2 separate regions of the Dromaius novaehollandiae genome follow, and region 1 is linked to region 2. The links are chromatin contacts, called in public Hi-C maps. All regions are on one chromosome and are shown on one strand. Each heading gives the region's core, a stretch centred on a gene start, on an enhancer-like site or on the middle of the called end of the contact. The rest is flanking DNA. Distances are from core to core; before and after follow the strand shown.

Region 1 (3,516 bases), core at 516-3,015, 500 kb after region 2:
CTCCGCAGAGGCAGTCAGTCCCTGGCGGGACCTTGCGGCTGCAAACGCGGAGGCGCCTGCTCCCAGCCGCTCCGAGGGCAGCACCGCGGGCGCGGAGCTCGGGAGCCAGCTCTCGCCCAGGCTCGGGGAAAGGAGCGAGGCACCCGCGCTCCCCTCCCACCCACCATTCCGCCTTCTCCCTCCGCCCCAGCGAAGCACTTGCATCCGGAAAAGCAGCGGACCTTCCCTTACACGGCCCCCTCTGTGCCGTCCCCTTGGAAAGAGCCTGGCGGCACCGGCCCCCCCTTCAGCACAAAAGACGGAGCTCCCGGGCGGGCGGCTGGGACGGCGGCGGGCCGGGGGGCGGCGGCGGCTCCGTGCCCCTCGGCGGGGGCTGGCCGAGGGGGCTGCACCTTGCGACCGCGCTTCCCTGGGGACAGCCAGCGCCATCCTCACCTAGGACCCCGGGTCAAAGCCCAGGCGGCCCCACCAGGGCTGAGAGGGTCGGGGCGAAAAAACCCACCAGCCCTCTGTCTGCCGTTGCTGGCCGCCCCCTCGCTCCCGGTACCCCCGGAGGGCCTGGGAGGGCCCGGCCGGTGCTGGGAAAGGAAAGCTTGTGGTGCCGCCCGGGCAGTGCGAGGCTCCGCCGGCCCCGGCGGGGTACGGGTGAGCCCAGCCACGTCGAGGAAGCTCGCAACATAACGGGCAGGTCACACTGGCAACCGACTTCCTTCAAGGCGGCCGAGTCCCTCGGAGAGGGGTCCTTTGTCTCTCGCTGCCCCTTCTCTAAGCGAAAGGGGGAAGAGGAAGAAGAAGAACAACAAGAAAAACAACAAGAAGAAAAAACATCCCTACCTCTAATCATCGTTAATTACTATAACGTCAACAACACGCTTTGGTCCTTTCGCCCTCCCCCCGCCCCGCGTTTCCCTGCCGAAACGGGTGGTTTGGAAGTTTTGACAACCTACCAGCCCGACAGGCCCCCCTCGGCTCGGGGACGAGGGCTGGGGGCTTCTGTGCCCGTCGGCATACATGTCTCCACTGTTCGTTTGCGGGATTATTTATTGCTAATATTCCACGAACTGTCGCAATGCCTCTGATAATTGTCCCCGAGTGTCAACCGGTCGGCAGGGCACGGGGGAGCGGGGGAGGAGATCGCTGCGGGTCTTTTTTATTTTTTTTAACTAAGGGTTTCTGGAAAGAACTACTACAAGCCCTTTGCCTTTCAGCAAAGTTGTGTGTGTGTGACGTTCGTTGCTTGCTATAGATAGAGCACAATTATTTATTTATTTGTGTGCTTTTTTAGTGGTAAATTGTTACCAGTCGCCTGGCTGCAAAGCCCCCTTTTCCTCCCACGGCCACTCTCATTTGTTCCTGAGTCCAATGAGGACAAGGGGGACTCAATGTTAAAGGTGGAAAAAACAGCAACACAGTTGTTTTTGTTAAAAGGGGACACACCAGGGCTGCGAAACAGCAAAACCCCAATGTTGGACAGCTGTAAAATCGTGTAGACAGGTTGTCATACAGCAGTGGGGGCTTTTCTGAAAGGAGCCCATTGCTAAACATTAAATACACACAGCCCAGCCCAGCAGCTGCGCGGACACACGCGCACACACACACACACACACACACGCACGCACACACGCGCGCGAGCGCGCGCACACACACACCCCCCGAGGAGAGCGGCCCAGGCTGCGCTGCGCACCACGTGCTGCACCGAGAGGGGCGGGGGGGGGGGGGGGGCGCGAGGCGGCGCTTGCAGCTCAAGTGGATGCCAATCAAAACATCAACTTCAAATTGTATCTGAAAGATCAGCCTAGGACCTAAGGGCAGACACATCAGTTGGAGCTCAATTGTTGATCAGATCACATCTAAGGGATTTAGGAGCACAGAAGAGCCGAGATTTGAGGAAAGACACCCCACTGAATCCTTCCACACTCCTCCTCCTCCTCCATATCTAGGTTGCAGTATTTCTCTGACAGAAAGAAATCAGAACGAAAAAAAGAAAATTATCGGCTCGATTTCTGTTCTCTCGCCCTGCCTGCCTCCAGTAAAGGAGGGGCAGGGGGGAAGGAAAAAAAGAGAGACAGAGAAAGAAAGAGAGAGACCCAAAGAAGCCCGGGTTTGTTCTGCTCCCCTCCCCAGCTGTTCAGGCTCCCTCTTCCCACTTCTTCCTTTTTTTTTTTTTTTTTTTTTTTTTTTGTATAATTCCTCCCCCCCCTTTTTTTTATAATTCTGCCGCTTCTGCTGCCGCCGCCACTGCCGCCGCCGCCACCGCCGTGCCCGCGCCCTGGAGATGTCCTTCCCCCAGCTGGGCTACCCGCAGTATCTCAGCGCCAGCCAGGCGGTGTACGGGAGCGACCGGCCCGGGGTGCTGGCCGCCGCCGCCGCCGCTGCCGCCGCCGCCGCCGCCGCCTCGGGCCGGCCCGCGGGCGCCGAGCTGGGCAGCGGCTCGGCCGCTGTCACCTCGGTGCTGGGCATGTACGCGAGTCCCTACAGCGCCCCCAACTACAGCGCCTTCCTGCCCTACACCGCCGACCTCAGCCTCTTCTCCCAGATGGTGAGTACCGGCGGCGCCGGGCCCGCTCCTCGCCTCCCCGTCGCCTGCCCCGGCCCCGCGCGGCGGAAAGAGGCCGAAAGGCGCGGAGGGAGAGGGGCTCCGCGGGGAGGGGGCTGGGGGCAGGCGAGGAGCAGCTGTGCCTCGCGGAGTGGCTCAGCACGGCGCTGGGCTCGGCGCGGCTCGGCTCCGCGGGGCTGGGCACCCCCCGCGTGGCTGCCCGGGGCCGGAGGGCTGGCAGCGGCCGGCGAGACCCGCGGCGGAGAGGGCTGAGCGCGCTGGCGTGTGTGTGTGTGCCAGGGGCGGAGGGCTGGGGCACGGCGCACTCCCTCTCCAGACACAGCACGAATCGGTCCCATTGCTCCAGCCGGACAAAACTCCACCGAGTTTTTCTTCTTCGCAGTGGAAGAGCTGTGCAGGACTCCTATCCGTGCTGTTGCCTTCCCCTAGCAACTCGGCTTTTGTTGTTGTTATTGTTGTTGTTGTTGCTGACGGGTGATATTGTTGGTGCTGTTGTTCAAACTGGCTTCTCAATGCGCTCCTCTTTCCATCTGACCACTTTCTTTTCCATGGAGCTATATACAGGTTCTCTCTGAAAGACCAAAGTGCAGTCTAGGTAGCTGACACGTCCTTTTATTTTAAGACATTTTCTTTGAGCCTTGAAAATGGTCCGTTCAGTTCCCTGAACTTTTTATACTCTGATTATGGCGTGTATCATATATCGAATTTGCACCAAGAGAAGGAGTGCACCTACATCCCATTATAGGCATCGAAGTAGAAAGGCATATTTGCACTAACTCTAAAACAAATTACCGTTATCCTGATTTTCCTCATTTTTTTTCCTTGAGAATGTATCGGGTAAAAAGTGAAACAGGTCGGGTTTTAGCTAGCTGTTTGTATCTCTGATGTTGTTTAAACTTTTTCGTTGCTAATAGCTGCAAATTTCGCGGCAGCGGTACGCATAGGTTCCACTTAATTTC
Region 2 (3,309 bases), core at 571-3,070:
AAACAAGCAAGGGAGAGCCACAGATCTTTTATACCACCCCGAATAAAGACTGCGCAAGAATTTATGCACCGTTTTACAAACAGAAAGCAATTAGTTTCCCTGTCACTTTGCAGGGAGCGCGAACTACCCTGCTGCCATCTCTTTCTTAGGTTCTCGACAGCGGCTCCAATCCTAAATTCCGGCTTCAGGTCTTTGTACGTATGGGACTAGATATGTGTCTGACTGTGTGTGCATGTGTATAAAACTATATAACCATCTAGACGTGCAGTTTATTTATATAGTTTATGGTTTTATTTATATAGTTTATGCATAGAATACACACACATGCATTTGCAAATGCTCCTTTTAACTAATAAGAAGAAAGTGAAATCCGAAACTGCGGCCACCACAACCATCTTGGGCTTAAGCGAAGCTCACAGATCACAAACAGATGCTCCTTTTCATTTCTAAAATCCAGTTAAACCATTAGCACGAAACACACTGAAAGTAAATAAAACCACGCGGGGATAAAGCCCGCAGCGCCTCTAAACACCGACTTAAAAGAGAGGGAAAAAAAGAAGGAAAAAAAAAAAGAAAAAAGAAGCCCTCCCCTATTCTATCACAGCGAAAGGAGAAAAAGAGAAGGCGGGGGGGGGGGGGAATGAAAGCCTCCAGCCCAACTGCCTGAGACGATCCGTATTTCTGTAACCGGGGCTGCGGCGCGGCTCTGCGATCCGCGGGGCGAGCCCGAGTCCCAGGTCCGCCGGCACGGCGGGCGGCGCGGAGGGAGGCGGCGCCCCGGCCCGGCCCGGCCCGGCCCCGGCCCGCCGCTCCGCGTCCCTCCGCTTCGCTCCGCCGGCCGCTGCCGGGCTGCGGGGAGGCAGCGCAGGGGCGGGCGGCGGCGGAGCTGCCGCGGGGCACCCGCCGGTGCGATGCGGTGCGGCGTGGTGTCGGGGGCTGATGGTGAGTGTGTGCGGAGCCAAGCTGAAGATGATGAGGATGAGAATGCGGATGCTAATGAAGAAGGAGAGGATTGCTCTTCGGTAGTTACCATGTAGGAGGGGAATCCCGTGGCGGGGTCTGTGGAGTACTGGAGCGGGCTGGTGAAGCCTGTGGCCGCCGCCTGGGCGGTGAAAGCTGCCGATCCCGGGTAAGGGCTGAACGCCGATCCCGACGAAGACCTGGCCAGCTCCTCGCTCCTGGGGGCCGCCAGAGCCGACGCCCCGTACGCCGGGCAGGAGTACAGAGCCAGCGAGCCGGGGGGCTGGTAGAGGTAACCCTGAGGATAGGACATGGCTTGCACTGGCGTGCACAGGAGCAGGGAGGGGGCGAGGGTGACCGGCCCTGCTGCTGCTGCCGCTCCTGGCGCTGCTTTCGTGCTCTCCCTCTTTCCCTCTCTCCCGCCCTCTCTCTCTCTCTCTCTCTCCCTCTCCTTTCTCTCTCGCCCCGGTTGGCTCTGTGCAGTTATGTAGAGGATCAGAATTGTTATAGGCTCCCCCCCATGCGCACCCGCTCAGAATAAAAACAAACAGGAGGGAAAAAAATAAAGGACACCCCCCAAAAAGGGAAAATAAATCGAGCGGTCAGAAATCTAACCGGGAGCGGAAGGGCATCTGGGAGAGAGGGAAGAGGAGAGGGTTAATAAAAAAAGAGAGAGAGAAGGGGAGACAAACAGAAGGGGAGAGGGAGAAAGAGGGAGAAAAGCGAGCCCCCGAAATCAGAAAAGTGGCTGCTGCATATGGAGTTCTCCCCGCCAGCCAGCCAGCTCCCCCAGCGCCTGCGAGCCTGTATTTTGGGGGAAGTATAGAGTCTGAAGTGAAGAGTTGAGGGAAGGAGCGCTCGAGTTTCCGAGGGACATTGGAAAACGGAGCTGTCCGTCAGCGCCGCTCATCTGCATAGCGCGGCGGGCCCGCCCCCGCGCCCGCGCCCGCGCCGGCCCAGGGCCCGGCCCCTCCCGCGGCCGGGGAGGGAGAGAGGGAGGTGGCCGGGGAGGCTGGGAGGGAGGGAGAGAGGGCAGGCTTTGTAATGCAAGCCAGCCTCTCCGGCAGCCAGCACACCGCTGCAGTCCAGCGATGCTGCTGCCGCTCGGCTCCTCCGCACGCGGAGCGCCATAAATGCTTTTTCACACGCTCTCCATAGCGCTCCCTCTGTCTCTCTCCACAAGGAAAAAAGAGAGAGAGAATATATATTGATATTCCCTATGTATATACCCCCACACACGTGCTCGCTGCAGCTCTCGCAACTTACGCTGCACACACATGTATCACACACATGTGCGCTTGCACGCCTGTGGGTACATACACACTCAGGCTCGACGGAGCCGAGCAGTAACACAAGTGAAGAGCACTTCGTAAAAGTATTGCCCTATATGGCAGGAAAGAAGAGCAACTGCTCAGATCAGCACAGCCAGGATCATGCTGTTCCTGGCAGCAAGAGCTTTCCAGTTTTCTAAGTTGCCACAAAACAGTCAAGTCGTAGAGCGCGTTTGCACATGAAGGAAAGAGAAATCTTGATCTCTGTTTCATTTCTATTCTTCCTGGTCTAGTGCGTGGAGAGGAGGCCTGGGTGACTCCTTCCGGGCGGCTAGGTGCCCCCCCCCCTCCCTTTTGCAGTTCAGATAAATCTCTCGGAATACGCTCACGATGTAATTAATTTCCCCCATAAGGTAATCTCCCCCCCCCCCCTCTTCGGCCCTGGACACCGTCAGCTTCTAGACCTTGGCAGCTCTACTCCAGATACGAGAGGACGAGATGAAGGCATTGATCTTTTCTTCTTTATACAAATATAAATAAATGCATATGTTTGTGGAGGCATGAATTCTTTTTTTTTTTTCCTTTTTTTTTTCCCTCCAGGACGGTTAGCCTGGAGAGACTCTTAAGAAACCTATGGTTAATTGCATACACTTAAGCGCAATTTGGGACCAGCTCCAGTGTCCGTGCTCTGCCTTGCGACCCCGATTCATCCAAGCTCGCCTCGTGGCGATGCCGAGGCAGTTCCGCTCCGGGCGCTCGCCCCTGGCCCGTGGGGAGCGCACCGCCGTGTGCGCAGCCCCCAACGCGTCCGTCCTGCCGGCAGCCCACGTAGGGGGCGCGGGCAGAGCCGCCCCTGCGTGCCCGCATAGGCCGCTGCGCCGCCCCGGCCCGCACCTGAGCCCACCGCGAGCTTCGCCCCGGCAGCGGGGGGATGCGGCGGGCAGCGGCTGCCCCAGCCTCGCAGCCTGCAAACGCCGAAAGTCATCAGCAAGCCCCTTCACCGGCAACAGGGACCACATCGAGAGAGCGGGATGAGTCCCCGAGCTATCGAAATAATTCTTTAGGCTCGGACCGAAAA

The links. Hi-C and Micro-C count contacts between places; a contact is called where the count stands out from the background.
Region 1: a Hi-C map of liver shows a contact between it and region 2, with 6 times the contacts expected there. The contact joins the promoter of IRX1 here to the promoter of IRX2 in region 2. A contact is called at or near these places in 2 of 4 Hi-C or Micro-C datasets (brain and liver).

What each region holds. Positions count from the first base shown.
Region 1 is chr2:71,823,212-71,826,727 of bDroNov1.hap1, forward strand. IRX1 (iroquois homeobox 1) reads left to right here and starts at 1,766. Exons shown (of 4, transcript XM_064506757.1): 1 at 1,766-2,539. The coding sequence starts at 2,276.
Region 2 is chr2:71,323,248-71,326,556 of bDroNov1.hap1, forward strand. IRX2 (iroquois homeobox 2) reads right to left here and starts at 1,821. Exons shown (of 5, transcript XM_026093917.2): 1 at 1,031-1,821. The coding sequence starts at 1,273. It overlaps LOC135327512 (a long non-coding RNA gene), which reads left to right and starts at 648. Exons shown (of 2, transcript XR_010387737.1): 1 at 648-942; 2 at 2,832-3,309.